Regions from separate parts of the Mus musculus genome. Here regions 2, 3, 4 and 5 are each linked to region 1. Evidence: chromatin contacts called from public Hi-C, HiCAR-type, Micro-C and promoter capture Hi-C data. All regions are on one chromosome and are shown on one strand. The core of a region is the stretch at or near the end of the contact, and the rest is flanking DNA. Distances in the headings are between cores, read along the strand shown. Region 1 holds the start of Eci2 (enoyl-Coenzyme A delta isomerase 2). Region 2 holds the start of Ripk1 (receptor (TNFRSF)-interacting serine-threonine kinase 1). Region 3 has its middle 25 kb from the start of Gm30127. Region 4 overlaps Cdyl (chromodomain protein, Y chromosome-like). Region 5 holds the start of Slc22a23 (solute carrier family 22, member 23).

What was found. Promoter capture Hi-C pulls out the DNA fragments that hold promoters and counts their contacts. A called contact is a pair of places that touch in the nucleus more often than the background predicts. HiCAR-type assays count read pairs that join an accessible place to other places.
Region 2: a promoter capture Hi-C map of pre-B cells shows a contact between it and region 1, with 4 times the contacts expected there. The contact joins the promoter of Ripk1 here to the promoter of Eci2 in region 1. A contact is called at or near these places in 3 of 39 promoter capture datasets (the C10 cell line, cranial neural crest and pre-B cells), 1 of 115 datasets of contacts at active chromatin or transcription factors (astrocytes) and 1 of 9 other capture datasets (liver).
Region 3: a contact with region 1 is called in a Hi-C map of rod photoreceptor, with 6 times the contacts expected there. The contact joins the enhancer-like site here to the promoter of Eci2 in region 1. A contact is called at or near these places in 2 of 484 Hi-C or Micro-C datasets (cranial neural crest and rod photoreceptor) and 7 of 115 datasets of contacts at active chromatin or transcription factors (astrocytes, embryonic forebrain, embryonic hindbrain and 4 more).
Region 4: a contact with region 1 is called in a HiCAR-type map of astrocytes, with 5 times the contacts expected there. The contact joins the enhancer-like site here to the promoter of Eci2 in region 1. A contact is called at or near these places in 7 of 115 datasets of contacts at active chromatin or transcription factors (astrocytes, cardiomyocytes, craniofacial prominence and 4 more).
Region 5: a Micro-C map of embryonic stem cells shows a contact between it and region 1, with 6 times the contacts expected there. The contact joins the promoter of Slc22a23 here to the promoter of Eci2 in region 1. A contact is called at or near these places in 2 of 484 Hi-C or Micro-C datasets (cardiomyocytes and embryonic stem cells) and 1 of 115 datasets of contacts at active chromatin or transcription factors (kidney).

The regions. Positions count from the first base shown.
Region 1 is chr13:34,992,211-34,996,752 of GRCm38.p6, forward strand. Eci2 (enoyl-Coenzyme A delta isomerase 2) reads right to left here and starts at 1,934. Exons shown (of 10, transcript NM_001110331.1): 1 at 1,804-1,934; 2 at 858-1,020. The coding sequence starts at 1,847.
Region 2 is chr13:34,000,513-34,005,054 of GRCm38.p6, forward strand. It overlaps Ripk1 (receptor (TNFRSF)-interacting serine-threonine kinase 1), which reads left to right and starts at 1,851. Exons shown (of 11, transcript NM_001359997.1): 1 at 1,851-2,194. It also overlaps a transcript of Serpinb6a not described here.
Region 3 is chr13:35,937,280-35,941,821 of GRCm38.p6, forward strand. No RefSeq gene overlaps it. Among named protein-coding and RNA genes, the nearest start is that of Gm30127, 25 kb to the right of the region's middle. Within about 2 kb of position 2,737, at least 16 of the 459 cell types and tissues checked have an H3K27ac peak or open chromatin away from gene starts, as enhancers often do. A contact at or near this core is called in rod photoreceptor, where this site is marked.
Region 4 is chr13:35,781,322-35,785,863 of GRCm38.p6, forward strand. All of the region lies in intron 3 of Cdyl (chromodomain protein, Y chromosome-like), which reads left to right. Among named protein-coding and RNA genes, the nearest start is that of Rpp40, 120 kb to the right of the region's middle. Within about 2 kb of position 1,865, at least 78 of the 459 cell types and tissues checked have an H3K27ac peak or open chromatin away from gene starts, as enhancers often do.
Region 5 is chr13:34,342,695-34,347,236 of GRCm38.p6, forward strand. Slc22a23 (solute carrier family 22, member 23) reads right to left here and starts at 2,524. Exons shown (of 10, transcript NM_001382849.1): 1 at 1,465-2,524. The coding sequence starts at 2,103.

The sequences.
Region 1 (4,542 bases), core at 684-3,183:
CCTCATCAACTGTTAATAAAGTGTTCAACAGACTTGCAGACACAACAGTCTTATTGAGGCACTTTCTTAATGGAAGAGTCCCTCTTCTCAAATGTTTCTACCTTATGCCAAGTTAACAAAACAAAGCAAACCAACCAGGACACCCGAGATAAAGAGACACTCACACGCATCGCTTAGTAGAAATGATAAGAACAATAAATGATAACAATGGAGTCCAGACTGGCAGACATCTGATGAAGTCTTTTCCATTATAACCTTTAGTTCCTCAAAAGTTAGAAAAATTTTCCAACATTCACAAATATGAGTTACAGTATCCAATTAATCAGTTGAACAGTTATTAAATTTTACCTTATGTCTTCTCTGATTTTGTCTTTTTTATTTTAATTAATTTCAAACATCCCCCTAAACCCATACTATTTCATCCTTAAATACTATCTATTTCCCCGAAACACCAACATTTTATTATATAATTAATCATGGCACTGTTAACGATAACCAGGACACTGGTAAATGATGGTAAAACTCGGTCCGTATTCAAGTTTATCCAACTGCCCCAGTGAATTATTCTCATTAGGAAGGGCTCAAGCAGGCTCCAAACATGTGAATATAAATGGTGTATCTTCCAAATCTCTTTATTCTGGAGAGAAGCAGAGGAGGCTACTCTGTGCTTTAATAGCATATAAAGGCCTAATATGAAAAACAAAACAAAATAAAGCCTGCATACATACACCCCAAAGGGGAGCCAGCCATGCAACCGGAATGTTAGAAACAGTGTTAGAAACGTATCAGAAACGTATCAAATTCAGGAATCATTTGCTCAAAATGCGTTTAAGTTACAACAGAGCTCAGTCTATTACCTGCTTGTACAGTGCATAGAGTCTTAGCTTCACTTCGTTTCCCGGGTCCTTCTTCAAGAGTTTCACCTGGTTCAATGCATTTTCAAAGTCCTGCTGACTGGCTCTCATTGTTGGTCTGCCCAAGTGCAGTTTAGCCACTTGTAATCTGAAGACCTGCAGGACACTACAAATAGTGGTTTCTGTTTGTTCCTTGCCCTTTTATTTCTGCAGCAACAGGATTACTGATTGGCTCCAACTCATGTTGATCAGAACAGCATGCATCTACAACAGAGGCAGGCGGATTTCTGAGTTCAAGGCCAGCCTGGTCTACAAAGTGAGCTCCAGGATATCCAAGGCTATACAGAGAAACCCTGTCTCGAAAAACAAACAAACAAACAAACAAAAACAACAACAACAACAAAAACCCCAACAGTTTCCCTAAGTAAGCAACTTCCCACTGACGCTTATTGCACGCTCATTCAAATGGAGGGTAAGTTTTGCCTTTTGAGAAAGTCACACAGCGGTTCACTTTGCTCCATAGTTCTTTGGGTTATTACTTATGGAGCACTCTCTCCAGCCACTTCTCTGAACAAAGTGAGCTTACTGCTTGAAACCCCACACTGGTTCAGCAGCGCTCAGAGCTAACTAGCAATATTGGACAAAGTGTCATCTTAGCCAAGGCACTGCGTGCGTGCCCTAGGAAGTCCCGGGCTGGGCCTGGAGGCCTGGGTGCCCCGGGGACCCAAGCACCGACGGAGGCGACCGGAGCGCGTCCATCCTTACCCTTTGGGACTCAGCAGAGGAAGAACCTTCGAGGTCACTCTTTAGAGCTCTCTCGCTGGGAAATCGTCAAAGTAATATCCTGCTGTCTCGCTAGCCAGGCCAGATGACAAAGCGGGCGGCTCCGTGGGCGGGCGAAAATTCCCGCTGGCGACTTTGGGCCGGAGAGTCGAGGCTGCAAGCTTACCTCGGACACCAGCATCGAGCCCGACTCCAGGTCACTGCCGCCATAGCTAGATACTGTGGTCAAACTGAGCCCGGAGGCTTAGGCCCAGCAGAAACTGCAGGGCAAGACCGGGAAGGGGCGGAGCCAGAGGTGCGCTCCGGGCGTGGGTGGGGCCAGGGTTCAGGGGCGGGGCCAGGATGTGAGCTCGGCCTGTGAAAGGACCCGGGGACAAAAAGACTGGCGGAGATAATCTTGGATGTGAGCCCTGGGCAGGGGTGCGACTAGCGACTCCTTCAGAGTTGAGAATGGGCGGGTTTCGAGGAGGAGCCTAGAATGCCTGGCCCAGGTCCAACTCCGTACAAAGGTGATTGGCACAAGATCTGGCAAAGAGGGACAGGGTACGGAGGCGGTTCACTGTGTTCTTCGGAATATTAATCAGAGAGCCTAAGCATATTTATTTACAAACCGGACAGCTCCCAGAATGTTTAGTTAGGAGCACGCTCCTGAGCACGTTCAGTCTAAGGTCATGGAACATTATGTTTAAAAGATTATATGGACAAGAGTGCTCCTGGATATGCTTATCTTGCACAATTAAGTTTAAGCTGAACATGAAACGGTATAAGCTTCATTAATGTAGGCGTTTGCCCCTAAGGTGATTCTCATGCTTAGCAGAGGCCACCTCCAGTAAACACCACGTCTGGCTGAAGATTGGGGTGGGGGTGGGGCAGTTCGCAAGGAAAGGGAACCACACTGAGCAGAGTATTAGTTGAGCTTGAGGATCACTGCGCCCACGTTAAGAAGCTCTTGTAGTGTGTGAGACCTGGAACTAGCATTGTAAAGTACCTTCATAGTGAGTCCTAGACCTCCCTGCCGACTCAAATGATCCTCTTTGCACGTAGATAAAATTCTTGATATGAATATATATATGTTCTGTGCTAAGAGTAATAGAGAGCCACGGAAGAGCTAATTGGTAGAGCTAGAGAATTGACTAGGCTATTTGAGAACAGTCGTGGCTCTTGCAGAAAGCCCGGGTTTGGTTTCTCTGAATCTACAGGGTGGGTCATAACCATTCATAACTCCAGTTCCAAGGGGACAGACACATTTTATGACCTAAACAGCCCTCAGACACACAGATGGTATGCATAATACCAGTATGCAAAACCAATTACATAACGACAGTTAAATAAATAGACAAAGTAAAACAAAAAAGTTACAACAAATACATTTTTTTAAAAAGAGCCATTGGGTATGCTTTTGATCTACTTTACAGTGCAGTCAAGATGCCCGGGCATGTCTCTGAGAGTTTTGTTTCTGTACTAGAGTGAGAATGGCAGAATCCTCCTCAAGATCTCACCAGAGTTCGAATCTCCACTCCTGGTTCTTATAAAGACCTTGGAGAAGGAGGTGTGTGGGTCAATTAGGTCCTACCTTAGAGGCTTGACTGCACGTGAGCAGTGCTGTCTAAGAAGGGATTTGATACAGACACCCAGGCCTGGTGGTCACAAGAGCCAGGAAATGTTCCCAGTGAAACTGAATCTTGGGGGTTCTACTTCACAGGGTCTGCTCAGTATTCTGGGAGATGTTTCTTGAGACGGTGCCATGGAACCTATGATGGATGGAGATGCCAACCAGAGTGCTTGTTTTTATTTATACTATTAAAACCATCAGCTCATGTTATCATTATGGCATATAAAAATTCTATCAATAGCAATCAACAGTGAAGTCTAGAAATCTTAAAGAAGCCTGAATGTCCTCTGTCTCACTACTGGTTTCTCTGTATGTATCTGTGATCTGTGATCTTTTAGTAGCTGTTTTTTTTTTTGTTTGTTTTCTGTTTTGATTTACAAGCCCTCATACCTGTTTCTGTCTAGTCTTTCTTTGGGCCTCACTGTTTCTATATTACTCTTACTCGACTAGTACTGACTGGGTTTGTTCTTACTCAGTTAGTACTGCCTGGATTTGCTCTGTTTCCTACCCCCGCAGTCCATTTTCTTCCTGCTCTCTGAAAAATCTCTCTACATTGTAAACTTGACTGTTATGGTTTGAACTGTCACCTGGAGTTCATGTTTGGAAAACTTCCTCTCCCAGTTCCTGTGTTGATGGCATTTGGAAGGAAGGTCTTTGAGCAATGATTAAGATTAGACGTTAACATGCAACATGAAGGCCCTGGCCAGGTGCCAGAACTTTAACAAGTAGACTTCTCAGAGTGCTGAACTGGCTTCTGTTGTCTGTAGTTTATCCACTTGATGGCTTTTGATTGGAGAAACATAAAATGGACCAGGAGACTGACATGACTCAAAATCTTCTCTTGATCTTTCTTCAGTCACTAGAATGCTGTGTGTGTCCCTTTGCTTTCTAAGTGAACCCAAACTTCTTAGTTTAACACATAAAGCCTTTAAGATATGGCCCATAATGTTAATCATCTATTACACTTGCTCTTTCCATTTCATTCATTCACTCTTTCATTTATTCACTATGTTAGGGGTTTGTTTTGTTGCTGTTGGTTGGTTGGTTGGTTTGTTCGTTTTGAGACAATTTAGCTATGGACCCCAGGCTGGTTTCAAACAAGTATTGATCCTCCTGCTCTGTCTTTTGACTTGTAGGATTTTAGGTTTGCACCATGGTGCCGAGCTCTTTTATTATTATTATTATTATTATTATTATTATTATTATTATTATTAATTTTAAAAACATTTAAAATCTCACGATAAAGGTATCACTTGAACTTGTGATGATCCTCCTGCCTCTACCTGTTAAGTG
Region 2 (4,542 bases), core at 601-3,100, 990 kb before region 1:
TCATAACTTTTTCTCACTGAGGACGTCATCTTTGAAGTCATACACTGTAACTTAGTTTTTTAAGATTGATTTTTTTTTTCTTAGAAAACACAAGAACACACCAAATTCTTTTTTTTTTTAATTCTATAATTGATTTTAGTGCTAGGTAGTAGTCCATTGTGGTAGATTTACTAGAGCTATTGAAATGTAACTTATTTGCTTTCAAGTTTTGGCAATTATGAAAAGCTGCTGCAAAAGTTAAATACAGTAATGGGAGAGATGGCTCAGTAGTTGTTCTTGCAGAGGACCTGGGTCTTGGCACTCATATGGTGACTCACAACTATCCATAACTCCAATTCCAAGAGATCCCATGCCCTCTTCTGACCTCCATGGACGCCAGGCATGCAAGTGGTGCACAAACGTGCAATCAAAGCACTCAGACATATCAAATAAACCTTTAAATTTTTCAGATACAGGAGCTGGAAGTGTGAGTCAGCTGTTAAAAGCACATACTGCTCTTGCAGAGGACCCCAAGTTTGGTTCCCAGACTCACACCAGACAGTTCACCTGTAAACTCTAACTTCAGGGGACCTGATACCTTTCTGTGGCCTCTAGGAGAATCTGCACTCTATTATATACACACTCGTAAATAAAACAAACAAAAAACTTAAGGAAAAACAATGTACAGGAACCTGAAGAAGATAGCTCATGGTTCCTTCAGCAAAGTGCTTTCCATGGCAACATATGGATCTGAGTTCAATCCCCAGCACTCATACAGAAACAAACAAACAAAACTGGCCATGGAGACACCCCTGGTGCCTCTTGCCTTGGCCAGACAGCTTAGTCCATTCCACAAGCAAAAGGTAAAAGTAATACCTTGTATGGAAAAGAAAAAGATGCATTGTAAGAAGGAGCTAACTGGAGGTGGGCTCCTGGCCTCCCATATGTGGAGTTTTATACACACACACACACACACACACACACACCCAATCCCACCCGGAAAGAACTCCAAACAAACAAACAAACAAAAAACCCAACTTAAGTACATGTGTTTATACACTAGATGTATGTTCATTTGGGTACATACCTGTATGTGAAACTGATAAATCATACAGTAACCATAAAGGTTTTGCATTCTTTGCAGGAATGTATGTGATTTTCAGTTAGTGTACGTTTTTGTTAACATCGGTGAATGTTTGGGATTTGGGGGCATTTTATGTGTACTCTACATCAAAGTTGAGTTCCCCTAATGTCCTTTGACATTGAGCATCTTTTTAATGCTTATTTGTATGGTGAGGTATCTGGTAAAATGGCTGTGAATTTTCTTAAAGTGGTCGTGTGTATGGTTTAATAAGACTCCTTTATCGTGTCTTTTGTGGCCCTCTCTCTGTCTTGTCATATTTATCTTTTGACAATAAGGGATCACTGGACTATCGTGCAACTTTCTTCTTAATGACACCTGCAGCAACACAGTTTCTGCTTGGGGTTTCAACTACTATTTTCGAGGGCTACAAATTAATCACGTTTCTTCCTCGACAGGCTGCTGTGGTGGACGAACGATAATTTACCAGTGGTTCTGTCACCGTGTCACCTCTGAACCCACAAAGCTTGCAAAGGCCACTGTCGCACACAGCGCTATCTAGCGGGCCAAGCGGTCTCCGCCCTGACATATAGCAGCTATGACCGCCGTATTATTTTTTTTAAGGGCTCTCTCAGAACTCGCTCAGAAAGCAAGGCAAAAGTGCCATTCCTTCCGCCCGCGGGCCTCCGGGATGGTCGTGCTGCGAACCTGGCATGCTCAGTAGAGCTCAATGCCCAGCTGGGAGGCTGGCGCTCGCCCGTGCACACAGCCCCGGGGCGTGAGCAGAGGCGGAGACAGGGGCGGCCGCAGCCTAGCACCACCCCAGTAGTCCTTAGAGGAGGACCAGCGGCCCCCGGAACGGCCTCGGGAGCGCGGGTGTCGGTGCCGCTCACCTCCCGGGAGTCCAGCGGCGGTGCGGACCCGCGGAGGTGCGAGCTGGACGCGGCGGGAGGCGGCAGGCTGTGGGGGACCTGCGAGTGGCTGGGCGCCACTTCAGCACCGAACTCCGACCGGTCCTCGTCAGGGCCCAGGGCCGTCCCGGCCGGGCAGCCACGGCGAGGCGCCGCTCCTGACGTCCACCGCCCGTCCTTCCTCACCTAGGCCGGGGTACTTGGCCGCGGGAAGGCCTCTGAGGTAAGTCAGCGCGGGGGTCGAGGCCAGGGGCGCCGCCGCTAGTTTCCTCAGAAGCTGGTTTCCCGGAAGGGGCGGAGGCCGCGCGATTTCTGCGCGTGGACCGGAGGGCGGGGCTCGTTGTTTCCGGAAGCCGGGTGGCGGGCGGGACTTCAAACGTTCCCGGAAATCGAAAAGCGCGGAACTTGCTGTCATCTAGCGGGAGGTTGGACTCTTCTTGAGGTCGTTTTAGCTCAAGTCGAGACTGAAGGTGCGCCGTAGCCATGGTTACAGAGTGACTATGGAACGATTATTTTGGTAGGAATGACAGCTTCTTGAAGCTTTAGGACCCCAACAAGACTACCTAAATGTAACCTATCAACCCTGGACCTACCAGCTCTTTAAAAGGGTCTATTCCTGTTGTCTTGGGGCAGCAGGTGGCAGAGCAGTCGGTAGCTTTCATCGTTATTTTTGAGGTGAGCTGGCAAATCAGGAGTGATCTACGACCTCAACGAGAGACCAGTGTCAAACATCCAAGGCTTCTCTGGTCCTCAGTAGCATTTGCATTTATGGGTTGCTGCAGACCTTTTCTGAGTTGTGAAAAAGATAAGCCACATCCTCCTCACCTAAGCGTTGGACAGAGCCCACTGAGGATGGATGGTGCAGCCCAGGGTGACTCATTCTTTGTGTCTTGCAGATCATTTGATTTTCTTGCTCTTTTACTTTGTGCAAAGAGTTGAAGCTGTTTTAATCAAGAAATTCCACAAAAGACCTTTAGGAAAGTATTCTTTCTTAACACATGAAGACTCGATGGTAGAGTGAACTTTGGGATGCAATGACTTAATTGTGTAATTCTGTAGCCCCTGGAAAGATACTACTAAGGCTTGTGAGAAAGGTGAACTATCACAGCTGTATTGTATGTAGAAATATACTAGTCTTATTGAAAATGAAATTTGGGATGTTTTGTTTGTATGACTGACAAAAACAGTAGTAACAATTCTTAACTTTAATTTCCATTTTTCTCATTCTTTGCTACTTTGAGCCTTACACATAATGTTAAGCTTTCAAGATTGTAATAAGATATGTGCCCAAGGTAACAACTTACAAACTGGGCACAGTACTATTACACCTTAGTTAATGTCTCCTTAATATCTCCAGTAGGATCTGGAATTTGAAGCAAATATATAGTTTCCCACACATCGGTAGGATATCATTCTGGCAGATGTGTCTTACTATAAAAACATGGATATAATACTAAGTTTTTTTTAAATTTAATCTGTACATCCCCATGTTTTTAAAATGTAGAATATTCAATTAATCTGGGTAAGTCCATATGATTTTATATGTTTGTTTGTTTGTTTGTTTATTGTTTTTGAGACTGGGTCTCTTTGTGTAGCCTTTGCTATCCTGAAGCTAGCTATGTAGAAGGCCAGGCTGGCCTTGAATTCCCAGAGATCTACCTGCCTCTGTCTTCCTGGTGTCCGGATGGAAGGCATGTGTCACTATGCCTGGAATACCATGGCACACTATGCCTGGCAACAATTTCGTCTTTGCATTGGGGGTTTTCAAAAGAAAATTATTAGTTGCCTTTCTAGAAAAAAATATTAAAGAACTGAGAGTGAAAGCCTGAGAGAAGGGGTAAGGTGAATTCAATTCGGGTGAATCATTTAACCTCAACTTGTAATTTCTTTATTTGTAAATTGAAAATAGTCTTGATAAATTAATTCACAGACCACAATGTGCTGATGTGTTTGATCATACTTTGTTAAATTTTATTCCACCTTGTCTTTTGTTGGTGGTTTGATTCCTTGTTCAATGCCCTTTTGTGAAACAAGCACAGGCTGTTTTAATTAAAGAACCTTGGATGCAGCGAGCCACTGATATGTCACTTACCTGAGTAAAATCAGAATTCTTCTAAGAAGGAAGTAGGGCACAGCTAGCAGTTGACATTCTTTGTCCTCCTGCTCTTATTATACAAGATAGTCACTGAAAATTTAAGTGAAAATTAGTTGGGTTTTAAAAGGAGTGCAGCCATTAAAAGGGATATGTACACACGAATATACAACTTTTTTTTCTAAAACAAGGTCTCGCTATATAGCCCTGACTGGTCTGGAACTCACTAAGTAAGCGTGAACTTAAACAGTATTATATGTAAATATAATGTAGACTTATTTTGCCAGTGTTCATTTTGAAATTTCTGATTCATTTCAGTGGAAAAAAATTAACTTTCCTGTGGTTCTGACTTAATAATCATTTATCTCAAAACATTAGCAAATTCCATTGAGACATGACATTAGTTAAAGTTAGTTATCACTTACTATAACAGGTAAATATGACTTAGTTAAGTCTTTAAAATGGTGTTTGATTATCTG
Region 3 (4,542 bases), core at 1,487-3,986, 950 kb after region 1:
TGAATTTTCCCACCAAAATAAAGGAAATAACTTAAGGTTTACACATACCATTAGGTCAACACATGTACAAGAAGAAACAGGAAGAGGGAAGAGGACATGGAGGTGTTCAAGGCAAAGCTTAGTGGTGGGACACATCCAGCAGGTAGATTCTTACACAGAGTGGAATGGGGCATCAGAAAAGGCTCCACACAGATTTATGTGCAGGCGTTCAGAGGTGAGATCGTTCATGGTAGGTCCACATGCAGGGAACTGAGGGAAGAGGCCTTTTTCGAAGCCAAGTGGTGTGTGGTGGGATGACCCTTGGATGTTCCGTGGCCCAGTAGGTATAGCGTAGAGAGGTTATGTGCCTCTCTGATATTCCCTCACCTAGGCTAGCCCTTCCTCCCAGCCTCAGATCACCTCCTGCATGCCTAGTGTAAACTTAAAGAGCTTGTTTCTAACTAGGAGAAATCACATTTCTTTCTATCATCAAGCAATCTGGTGCCGTTCTCCTGGGAAGTCTGGTCTTACTTTTGGAGGCTACCCTGGTCTCTGGGGAAGATGGTCTTGACCTCATACCTATGTGGACACAAAGTGGACCTAGTAGACTTTGAGCAGCTTCGCCAGACCCTCAGCCTCCAGGTAGTTTAAACTGGATTTTTACTTATCTCCACATGGATTCTTTTTCTCTGTTTCCGATTCTCTTATGATTGTGATGGTTTGTAGACAAGGGTGGCCCATTGTTAACTTCAAGAAGGTGAGGACAATGTGTTCCATAATTTTTTAATGTTAAACATATTCTACAAAAATTTAAGCTCCTTCAGTTGAGGTTTGTAACCAGTAATTACAACAGATTTGCTAGTATAATCAAGCCATCGAGGCTGGTGGATCAATCTGGCGTTTTTGTGGGACTTTCCAAAACCTGGGAGGAACAGATGGAGTTCTGAATTGTTTCTGCAGAAACAAACTGTGTCAGGCTTCTCAGAAATCTCAGGGGTTTATAGACATATCCCCACTGAGCCTAGACTTCTTGAAAATATTTTTAAATGTTGTATTTCAGATGTTAGTCTTAAAAAAGGGAATAAGCCTATTTAAAACCTTCCAAATCACCTTATTAAAAAATAATAAATTAAGTCAGGGCCGAAAAGATGGTTGAGTGTTTCAGAGCACTGGCTGTTCTTCCAGATGAGCTGGTTTGATTTCCAGCACCCACATGGTAGCTCACAGCTGTCTGTAACTCTCGACCCTGGGGATCTGATCTCTACAGGCCCCAGGTGCTCATGTGGTGCAGCATTCATACACATAAAATATAATTTAAAAGTAAGTAAGTAAGTAAGAATTTAAGATTAAAATAAAAACAGGTCATGGCTAGTGCTGTATCTTATGCCTTTGGTCCCAAAACTCAGGAGGCAGAGCCAGGTGGATGTTTGTGAGTTTGAGACCAACCTGGTCTACATAGTATGTTCCAGGCCATCCAGCATACATAGAGAGTGAGCCTGTCTCAAGCAAAGAAATGTTCTGACTATGTACAGAGTCACAGTGAGGAAACAACAAGTTACTGGAGAGTCCATGCCAGGCCAGGCAGCAGATTTTTTACAAACCAGCAGCCTCATTTCTTCTGGTCCCTGGAAATTAGCATCTGGGTGAAAGCTTTGAGCTCTGTGCTCATTTATCTGTAAACCACAGAACCATCCACCAGCCTTGAACAATAATTGACATTGTTATTCCTCTTAAATATGAAAATTGTCACAATGAAAGTAAGCATGCCTTTCTAAAAATCTATTCCAATCTTTAAAAGTGACCAATATGACAAATATTTTCATTTCATTTGATTCAAAAAGCATTATCCCGAGACTGAATTCAACAACCAATCTTCCAAAGTCAGGAGGAAGCTGCCCAGAAAATGCATTGCATAGCTGTGCTCTCATCATTGTCAAGATATCACCTGTCTGTCGTACCACCTTTGAATGGTGCTGGCATGGTGGCTTTCAGGTGAATCTGGCTGAGGTTTTATCTTCCTGTGACACAGAACTCGAAGCACTTAACTGGGGGCGCTTACTCATATTTACTATCTGAGATTATGATACTGTGTCATTTGAGAGCAGACTGGAAGACAAGGAGGAGGGGGAGGGGGAGGAGGAGGGGAGGGGGAGGGGGGAGGAGGAGACAGCTGCTTCCAGGGGCCAGGGTGGTTACAAACCATTTTGGAATACAAACGCAGAAAAGCAGAATTGGGTGACACCCAATGATATAAATCCATAAGCTGGGAGGAATAGCACACACAAGTCCCTGAACTTGGGAGGCAGAGGGACAATTGAAAAGGTCAGCCCTGTGTACATAGTGAGTCTCAGACCAGCCAGGTTACTCAGAGAAGCCTCATCTAAAGAGTCAAAACAGAGCTGGCCAAGATGGCATGGCAGATAAACAGGACTCATTGTACGCGCTTAATGACCCAATGTCATCCCCAGAACCCATGACAAGAGAGAGCCAACTCCCAAAAGTTGTCCTGTGACCTATACCACGATAACGCAGCAAATAAAAACAATTTTAAGAAAGAAACAAACCAACAGCAACATTGTAAATGGGACTGGGAAGATGGCTCTGTAAAGTGCTTCCTTTGCAAGGAAGAGGATGAGCTTGGTCCCTGCCCCCCTCCCCTTCCACAATCTTCCCCGCTGCACCCTGAACCCTGCACTCTACAAAGATGCAAGTTCACGTTCTGTTTCTAGTGAAGCGGTGTTAATGGGAATGAACATTGGCCAGCACAGGCTGTGTTGGATTCCTACGCTCAGTCTCTCTGTGGCTTGTAAACGCTGGACTCTTCACCTGTTGGCTTTGACCTGGAGGTCAAGGCAGCATGATTGATGCTCAAGGCCACTACTGCCCAGGAGATGCGCTGCAGGTGTCAAATTGTATTTCCAGAAGTTGATTAGTGCCCTGCAGCAGGCAGCATGCCCTCCCTGATGCTCAGAGTAGCGGGAGAGAGCCCCACCCCCAAACCTCTCCTCCTCCCTGTGTCTTGGGTTTTCACGGGGATACAGGAATGTCTCAGGTGTGGAGGCTGGCTGATCTGCTGAAGGAAGTCAATCAGAGCAAGCAGGAGGGCGGGGTCTTTCCCCCGTCTGGAAAACACAAATGACCTCGGCTGGGGCTTCACTGGTGTTCTGTGACACCAACTCCGAATTACCTAGGGCTGTGGGTCTAAATCCCATCATCCACTGCAGCACTCAGGAAGCTTAACGATAATCCAATAATTAAGAGGTCAATTGCTGGTTATCTGCACACGAGTCTTCTTCCTTTTTTTTTTTTTTTTGGAGACGCCTGGGAAGACGACAAGGGCATAGAATAGAAAGGAAGCAACTCTGTTGCAACGATTTAAAAACTCATTTGCTTTGCGCACCATCTGAGGCACTGCTGTCTGAGCGGCCAACTGCAACTTTCCAAATTGCTAATATCACCGAGTGGGTTCTTTTCCTCATATTGTAAGTAGAAAACTTTTTTGCAGGTCTCTGAGACTTACTTCTAATTCTATTCTACCGCTCACCTTCCTCTTCATTGTTCTAAAACACAAAGTGGACAGTTGATTAAACGTCTGCTGGTTACGCTCTGAAAATGCGGAAGACGGCTGTCACTGTGCATCTGGAATGTCCTGCACAGGCTCATGTGGGAAGAGCTTGAGGCTCTGTTGTGGCAATAGGGAGGCAGTAGAACCTTTAGGAGGTAGAACCAGGTGGCAGCAGAGCTAAGAGAGCCGCCACTGAAGCTGAAACTGGAACTGGAACCCGTTGGCTGAGCAGGGAAGGAGGGAAGCAGCGGGCAGGGTTTAAAGTTCTCAGTAGCCACTGGCAATAGACAGGAACTTCCCCGTTTCTCTACCACTGCAGCAACAGAGACCAGGAGACCTCATCATGAAACTTAGAAACTTGGCAGGCTCAGAGTTCTTCCCCCTTCTCTACCAGGTTTGATAGCTCTTCTCTGATTGGCTTTTTTTTTTTTAAATCTTATCTGCGTACCTACTGTATCTGTTATTTCTCTATTGATATGATAAAACCAGATGACCAAGTGTAGGGTTGTTGGCCCTTGCCTGCTCCCGCACAGGGCATGGCTGCTTGAGGAAGCAGAACTTGGGGAGTTTGACTGCACTTGGCCCACCCTGTAGGGAGAGGCAACGGGCCTCCCGGTGGGAAAGTACAGTCTGAGGCTCGAGACAGCTGGAGCTGGCTTGGGGGTCCCCAGGCTCTTAGACACCAGGATGCTGCTGGCCACTGAGGAAGAGCTGAGAATGGAGTGCCTCCCTCCTTCCTCAGGCTGGATCTAGCCTGGAGCAGGGGGCAGGGGTTAAGTGTGAACTCTGGTCCCAAGGTGAATTGGTGAATCCGCCATTGGCTTGAATGGCGGCTTGGTGGTGTGTAGTGGCAGGGAGCACAGAGAGGCCATCTACTGGAGATTAGATGGCGGCTCTGTAGGCAAAGGCCTTCTCCATGGCTCCCCACAGCCGATCCCGATGAAAAGAGACAGCCTGTGGTTCCAAATCATTTATTACCATGGTGGAAAGTCTATGGT
Region 4 (4,542 bases), core at 615-3,114, 790 kb after region 1:
GTTTGCTGCCTTTGAGGGGATGAGTGGGCTTGACTTTGAAGACACGGTTCGCAGCTCCTTGCTTGCTATTGTTGGATCCTCTTAAATATCTAATGTTGAGCTGCTCATAGAGTTCCCAGACCTGCATCTCTCAGGTGTCTGGGATGCTTTGTACGCTGAGGCACCTGTGATTTTTTTTTTCCACCAAAAGATTGAGTTTGCTACGCTGCTTGTTTAGGAAGTTGGTTGTGTGTGAGATATTTCTGCACCATTCTGGTTTGCTTTATTGGTGGTTATTACAATCTTACTGCTTGTCTCTCTGTTTTGGGAAAATTTGCCCAGAGTTTCTTTCTCAGACTCAGAGTAAACAGATTTGTTGACATATTTTGTGTTTTGAATAAAACTGTACATTCCAGTTATTTTTAACTTCTACATTCTAGCAAACTATAGAGAATAAAATGTGTCCTAAAAATACTGGACTGACTTTTTTAAAAAGACTTATTGTATTTTCATGTGTGTAAGTGCTTGGCTGCATGTATGGATGTGTGCTGCATGTGTACCTGGTACCCTTGAAGCGTCAGAAAAGGGCATTGTATTTCCTGAAACTGGAGTTGTAGATGGTTCTGAGTCACCATGTGGGTGCTTGGAACGGAACCAATCCCCAGTCTTCTGCAAGAGCAGCAAGTACTGTAGTCGCTGGGCCATCTCTCCAGCCCTGGGAAGACTGGGAAGTCACTGACTTGCACTTACTACAGCAGTGGTTCTCAGCCTTCCTAGTGCTGCTACCTCTTAATACAGTTCCTCAGGTCATGGTGATCCCCTCCCCACCATAAAATCATTTCCTTGCTACTTTTTAACTGTACTTTTGCTACTCTTAGGAGTCATCATGTAAATATCTGTGCTTTATGATGGTTTTAGGCGACCCCTGTTAGCCAAAGCTAGGACTAGAGATTGCTCTGGCAGATGTGCCAGCTGCCATTCCTGTGAGAAGCTTGAAGGAGCTCATGCAGAATGATAAATAGGATCCTAGGTAATGGTTTTTCTCCTAATGCAGGCAGAGTGAGGGTAGTAGTGCAGTGAGCATTCCCTTGGTTCCCTTGGACCGTGGATCATGACGTCGGTTTCATATATGTGTGCATACATGCATGCATGTGTGCATATGTGCATGTGGACTGTACCTGCCGTCCTAGAATGGTGATGCAGATTATACACTGATTGCACACTTCTCTCCTTTCTGTGTTGTTTATGGTGGTTGATCCTCAGGACACACAGATAAACAGGATCATCTTGAAAAGCAGCTAACCATGGAGAGATCTGGGTTTCCCATGAGGGGATAAGTGCTCCTTCGGTAGGGAGCTAGACATGCGTGTTCTCAGCAGCTGTAGTGGATCTTTGTAGCATTTTTGTGTGCCTGGAAAGTGATTACTGAAAAGATCCATATATCTCATTTACTCTTGTAGGGCCAAAAAAGATGTTAAAGTGTCTTAAAAAATAAAGTTCTACCAAGAGGTGACTGGGTGTCTTGTTCTAACCTCAGCACTTTAGTGTTTGTGCTGGCTGTGCCAACTAAACCAGGCTATGCCATGAGTTCCCCCAGTAGATTTTCTTCTTTCTGCATCATCAAGTTCTTCGGGATCCTAGTACACCTTTTCTGGTGTCTTCTGTAAATAAAATGACCCTGCACTCACCACACTGGACACTCCCTTGATCCAGGAGAAACTTCAGCTGCCTCCTGCAGCCTTTGTATGCCTAACTTTTGACAGGCAGGAACAGCAGGTGGCACCCTCTAGTGGTGTAGTTTTAAATATCAACCCTTTAGGTCCTGTCTGTGACTGTCCTCATTACCACTGTCACCCATGCCTGTCAGAGTGGCTCCACCTCCCATCACTGTCAAGGCTACAGGGTTTCCACATCTCTACCTCTGCCATCTGGCAAGTGACCCCTAGTTCCCTCTCTTTAAAATGTCACTTCTAGTCCCAGCCCGGCCTCTTTCAGTTTTCAGTAGCAAGGTGTTCCTCTGTAGATGACTGTCGCTCAGCTCTACTTCACCTCTTCAGAGTAAGAAGGAGCAGGAGAATGCTCGCCCTTTGCCTTGGGGAGAAGGAGTTCAAGAGTCAGCAGAGCTGGTACAAGAAACTCCTGGAAATAGTTGCGGCTGGAGCTGCACTTTGAGAAGTTAGAGCAAGCAGCTGCAGTCTTCCTGCAGTTCCCCCAAGGTGTGTTTGAGATCATTTAAATAGAAGGTACTGCTTGACTGACAGTCCTGTCTGTGTTCAAGGGAACCAGAACACCGTGAATCCCAGCTGTCAATTGGAGAGTCCAGATGTCCCGCCCACTGACATGCTTTGCTTATATATACACAGGGAAGTAAGCATCACAAGGAGTGCTTACAGTAAGAGTTTATTAATTCTAGTATTGATGTTTTAAAGCAGTTTAACAGTATGTAACACCAGCCACTTGTTCAGTGGGAAATGGGTCTCTACCAGTTTCAGTTCCTCATAAGAAGAGACATGATAGACACGGACACAGGAAGTTGTGTGAGGGGAGACAGGATCAGTGTGCTGGGTGAGTGAGTGCATTGGGAAGTGGTTCAAAATGATGTCCGCAGGCGTTTCAGATCCTGCAACCGTAAGAACATAGTAAGTAGGTGGTGAGATACAGTACCATGCCCACACCGGACTGAATGCTATAGTAACAAGGCTTTGCCTCACACCCAGAGTGAAATCTAGAGTGTCAGAATGCTCCCGAATCTTACTCCACTCTTGGCACACACAGTCTTGGATGTCAGTAGCCGCGGGGTCAGCTTTTTTTTGTGTATTCTAGTTGCGCACTAAATTATATTGATCTTAATGATGTGAGGTAGAATCCCATCTCGCCTCAGCACTATTAATCTCTCTCTCACCTGTTCACCCCAGTGGCTGCCAAACTCTCATGGTCCGAGCAACAGGTCAGAGATGTGAAATGTAAACCAGAGGGCAGTGATTGCCATCACTGTATGGGAATTCTTTAAAGTGCCCCCGTTTTCCATGTGGTATTAAAATGTGTGGTTTAGAAAATGTAATGCATATTCCTTTGTGAGTAAAATGGGTTTACACTGCCCATTGCAAAATCACAGACATACCATGGTCTGACTTACTTTTCGTTGAGCCATAACCCAAATTTCAGTTGTTGCAACATCTTGTTTGCCACCTGTATTCATTACTTTTCTATCGCTGTGATAAAACCATGACCAAAAGCAATTTAGGAAGGAGGTTTATTTTGGCGTATGGTTCCAGATGGAGAATCTGTATTGATTACTTTTCTGTTGCTGAGATAAAACACTGACCAAGGCAGCTTGTAGAAGAAAGCATGTAATTGGGCTTATGGTTTAAAGTATTAGAACCCATAATGACATGGTGACAAACAGCAGGGAGCTCACATCTTGATCTACGAGCAAGAAGCCCAGAGCACACTAGGAATGGTGTGAGTCTTTTGAAACTTCAAAGTCCATTCCCAGTGACACACTTCCTCCGTTAAGGCCATACCTCCTAATCCTTCCCATACATACAAACATACATACATACACACATACACATATGTATATGTATCAAAGCCTGTCCGCACGGCATACTTCTTCCAGCATGTTTCCATATCCTCCCCCAAGCAGTGTTGTCAACTAGGGACTGAAGGTTCTAAGATAAAAGCCTGTGCTAGACACTTCCATTCAAACTACACCACCACCTTTATTGTTTCCTTATTTAAGAAATAAATCAACTTCTTTTTACCTCTCCTTTTAAAAATAAACTCTAGAATTAGAGTGGAGTCGTGGAAAATCACCCAACAGAAATCAATGTCTAAAACACATGAATAGACAAGGCTCACTTCAGTGACCATGAAAGTGGCCTTTTTTTTTTTTTTAAGTTTAGTTATTGAGAAATTTAACACTTAATTAAGTTCACTTTGGTTTTGAGGGGTCCAGAACCATTGGGTTTATATTAGACTGCAGTCTTTCTGTCAGAGAGGCCAGAGAGCCCGCCCCACAGACTGTTGTCTTTTATTATACTATCAGTGTTTTAGTATTTATTGCTTTAGTATTCTTAGTAATCTCATAAAATCAGCAATGTGAACATCAAGAATTGACTTCAGAATTAATAGGTGGTTAATTTCAGAACTTCAGAATTAACAGATAACAGGTGGTTGTGAGCCACGTGACATAGCTGCTGGAAACTGAACAGGTCTTGGGCAAGAGCACCACACAGTTAAGGGCTGAGCCATCAAAATGTTATTTATTTTGATCACTTTTACTTCCTAAATCTGGAACTTGTAAATCACCATTATTGGTAAAGCTTAAGATTTCTGTGCTGGCCACAAATGCCACCTGTGACTACAAAAGTAGAAATGAATTCTCCAGACCCACTGTGGGGTTAATGATCTGTGTGTGCTTTCAGAGTTTCACCTTCCTAAGAGGAGTTGGAAATTTAAACCGATATGGTCCTCATTTGCTCCACTTGACTGTTCTTCCCTCTGGATTTTAAAAGTTTTATCCCCCGGTCCTGGAGATTGGTCGTTCTGCTCCTTTTTAGA
Region 5 (4,542 bases), core at 1,274-3,773, 650 kb before region 1:
GAAGGGAGAGGCTGGGGGGGAGGGGGGGAGGATGAGTCAAGATGAGACAAGCTAGGAGGATCTTCTCAATTATATTGCAAAGCAGAGAGATCACTAAGCCAGACGGTTTGGTTCCCACAGGACACAGCATTTTCTGGCCAGGTTGGTACAAGATTAAAACAATGATTAAGATGATGTAAGAGTTTCATCTTACAGATCCATGAGCTACAACTGTTTACTAACACACACTGGGCAGAGAGCTGGATTTTACACACACACACACACACACACACACACACACACACACACACACACACACAATTATAAACTGTCCAAATCCATTCTTGAATTTAGACAGAGCACTTTACACAGTTCAGAACTGTCCCAACTGCACTGTTTAAACTGCCGAAGGGACAGAAACTACAAATGTTTCACAAGTTGCTTAACTAGGTGGCATCCAGTGTTTCCTACAGGCCAAGAAAATGGAAAATTATGGTTACCTAGGGTTACAATTGTCTAACAGTATTGTCCACTTTTAGGGTGATATACAACTCTCTCAGAACACTCCTGCTGTACCACACAGAATGCAAGACCTTTGCAAGGGACAGGGAGGACAAAGTGCGAACTGGGACCAGTTCACCAGGTCTCAATGCCTGAGACCAGAGCAGGTGCTGTACAGGAGCAGCGATGACACCCTGCAAACTTCCCACCTTCCTATGCTATGGGACTATTTACTGAAGTCCTGAGAAAGTATTTGAGGGAACACATTAAAGTCTACAGTCAGATCTCTGGGAAGGACAACTCATGGTTGGGGTGGGGGTGGGTTGGCCAGGGAACTTTTTAAAGGGCTCTGCTTCTTTGTCTATAACTTGGATTCAATTGGCTTTAATCTGTTCAAGGCACGTGTGGGGAGGCTGACATCTGCTAGAAAGAATATCTGAGAGTAGAACACTATTTCTCTTGGATAGTTAGTTCTTAGTGGGAGACACAGGGACAGGCAGCCTGCAGAAAGAACATGGCTATGTCCTGGCTCCAAGGAGAAGCCCTAGAAGAGGGATTGAGTCTTCCAGGGCCCCTGCTGAGCCATCAGTGAGTCTGACACCTTAGCTAGATAGAGGAGAGGATTTGAACCTTTCGGGGGAGGGGAGCCCTTTCCATATGTGCACTGGGACAGGAGTTTGTGTGGATATTAGAAAAGGCTAAGTCGGTCTCTTTGAAGCGGATGCAGCGTCACGGGCACCGCAGAGGGCGGCAAAAAAGCCTTGGCTTCACATCCAAGTAAGAGCATCTCCTTTGAGGGACAGCCGGGAGCCCAGTCAATGCGGGGTTGTGCGTACACAGGCTAACATTTTGGGTTCCTCAACTGGGTAGGTTTGGACCTAAGTCTGCAGAGAATGAGAGATGGAGCACAGAGCAGAGGCGACCGAGGTCAGAAGAAAAAGGTTCACAAGAAGAACGCGGGGACGCGGCGGTCGTGGCCCTTACCTTGCTGACCACGTTTTGGATGAGACCAGTGCGGATGCCGTAGTCCCACGCGTGGCAGTCGCAATTTGAGTCGTTGTTCCCCTTGCCTGGAGGGGATGGGAGGGGTGGTGTGTCGCTGCTGTTGCTTCGGTTGCTCGTGGTCCCCCAGGAGGCAGTGGAGAAGGGGGTGGCCGAGGGGCTGGTCCAATTGCCCATGTCACCCCATCGGCCGGTGACAGTGGCACCCGCCAGCTCGGTGCCTTTGCCGGCCCCGCGGCACCAGAAATCGGGCTGGTCCAGAAGGAAGGAGTCCGAGAACTGGCTGAAGCCAATGAACAGTGCCGGGATCCAGGTGAGCACCACCAGGGTCTTCTGGTAGCCGCCGCCCAGGCCCCCGAGGAAGGGCAGCACGGAGCCATCGTAGTCCAGCAACAGGAGGCTCGGGGCGGCTGTCGCCGCGCAGCAGCTCGAGTGCGGGCCGCCGCTGGGGTGCAGCGCAGGCAGTGGCTGGATCTCCGCGCTGCTGCCGGAGCCCGCGCGCCCTCCGAGGGGCGCCGAGGCCGCCGCGTCCCCGGGCGGCAGGGAGCCGTTCTCCTCCGCCGGGGCCGGCTGCCGCCCGGCACCACTACCCGCCGCCTCACGCCGCCGGTCTATCGCCATGGCCAGGGCCCGCGGCTCCCGCAGAGGCGCATAGAGCGCGGCGGAGCTCGGCGGGCGCCCGGGCACAGCGCCGCCGCCGAGGAGGAGGGCCCGCGGCCGGAGAGAGTGCTCCGGGCCCGGCGAGTCAGGCCACCCCCATGTCACCCGCGCACCCCCGTGCCCTGGGCGCCGGGCAGAAACCGTTCGAGTCCTCAGCCGCCGCGGCTCATCCGCGCCGCGGCCCGGGCGCCCGCCTAGCTACGAGGCTCTCCGCTGATGCGCGCCGGCCGGGGAGGAGGAGGAGCCGGACCCGCGCCCTTGTCGCGACTCGGGGCCCTGCGGGCACCGGTGCGCGTTGTGCTGGGGCCGCCGGCGGCCGCGGGTTGGGAGATCCTCCACGGACTTCGGGCGCTCCCGGAAGCCGCAAGCTCGCAGCCAGCCTGCGGAGCCGGCCGCGCTCTCGGCTCACCGAGCCGGCCTCCGCCTCCCGCCCCGGCCCGCCCCCTCTCCCCCCGCCGAGGTGGAGGTAACCGCGGCACCTGCTGCGCCGCTCCTGCGCACGAGCGCCCCCTCCAGCCGGGCCGTGTCGCCACCGCCCGGACAGACGCAGGGGCGGGGAGAGGGACACCCGGGCCGCTGCAAGATCCCTGGTGGTCTCTGGGCGCGGGGGACGGGGGTCACCAAGGAGTCTGCACTGGCTGGGAGTGAGAGGACAGTGTCGTCTGCCAGTCTCAAGTCCCACAGCCGCAAGGGACCTCGCCCCGGGCACACCGGCTCTCCGTGACCTCTGTTCGTTTCCGAGGTGCCTGGCGGCTGGCACCCCACTCCTGGTCTTGAGCCCAAGGGTTGCCTGTCTTCCAGAACAACCTTCTGTTCTTCTTCCAGACTCAAATAAGGCAGCTTTTTATGGTCACGGAGCTGGGGCAAGGAGGCATGTTTGCCAATTTTAGGATGACAGCCCCTTACAACGCTGGGTCACACACGACCTACTGCAGCACCCGCCCCAAATCGCCATTTCTTTCTGTGCTCCAGAATGAATGTCAAATAAACACAACTCTAGAAGGCTAGACCTTCAACAGAAGCCACACACTCGATACAAACGTGAATGAGGGCGGCCTGCCCCACCCCCTCCCCAAGGTCTCGGAATCACAATTCCTATGCTCTGCGCACAGGCGCGCACACATCTACACCTCACAGGAGATCCAAATGCTCTTGGCACTCCAGACTCCAGAGCCAGCCTTGCCCAGCTAGCACTATATAAATAACACCAGCCCTGCGGCAAACGGCCGCATTAGCATATCTTCTCCTGCGTGCCAGGCCTGACACCAGTGAGAATTATGCGGCTTTCATCTTAGCCTCACTACATTCTCGAGACATTTCATATTCTGAGAAGTTTATTAATGGAATTAATGGAAATCTTAAATGGAGCAATCTATCTCTAGTCTTATTTAGCACAGGGGAAGGAAGCTCGCGTTCTTTTCCCAAAAGCATATCCTGCGAGTACATGTATGGAATGCGTTCTTTAAGCATCTCCGTTATTTTCTCAGCTGCATGTTGTATAATTTAGTGGGAGACTTTTTTTTTTTAAGCATGCAGCTCAATGTTCCAGTCAACATGTACTTACTGCTGAAATTCTGACACGTGGAGAGAACTATTTCTGAAGACTGCCAGAGAGCTGGACTTTGGGGAACCCAACTGTGAATTTTCCTGAGTGGCTGGGAAGGGGAGATTAGATAACAATAGACGGAAGAGACACAGGCTGCAGAAGACACTAAAGGTCTGGGAAACCCAGTCTGGAAATTTAAGCACATTTAATGACATACTTGAGTGAGAATGTCATTATGAAACCCATCATGCAGTATAATGATTATAATCTAATAAAGTATTATTTTCAAAATCAGGAGTGACAGTGCAACCTGCCAATACATGTGATCTTCTCTTCCTCCTTCTCTTCCTCCCCCTCCCCTTCCCCCTCTACCCTCTTCCTCCACCTTCTTCTCCTAATTTCACTTTATTGGTTAGTTTAACTTTTCTTCCCCTCATCACTTGAAGAGCTAATCCTTGGGACGCGCTCACCCCACACCCCAACAGAACAGAGTCAGCATTCAATGAATGAATGTTAGATATTTATTACTGACTCCACCCTCTGCACACAACCTACATTTTCTTATCTGACTGAAATGTAACAAGCCAGGCTTTCTCTCATTCCCCTTCCGTGTTGGTTCTTTCAAAGGAAGCCTGCTCCGTGTCTGGGTCTGACTCCTTTGCTCAGCTGCTCACTAGGAACCTAGCTGAAACTTTGTAAGTCACTGCAAAACACAGCCATTGATCTTAGCAATGGCTCATCTAATTGGGAGAAGAATCATGGGGAACTTTGGAGGGGGTTGCTTTCAGATCCACAGTCATTCAATTCTTTCCTCCAGGGCTGAGATGAAGTGAGCGTTAGATGCTTGACAAACC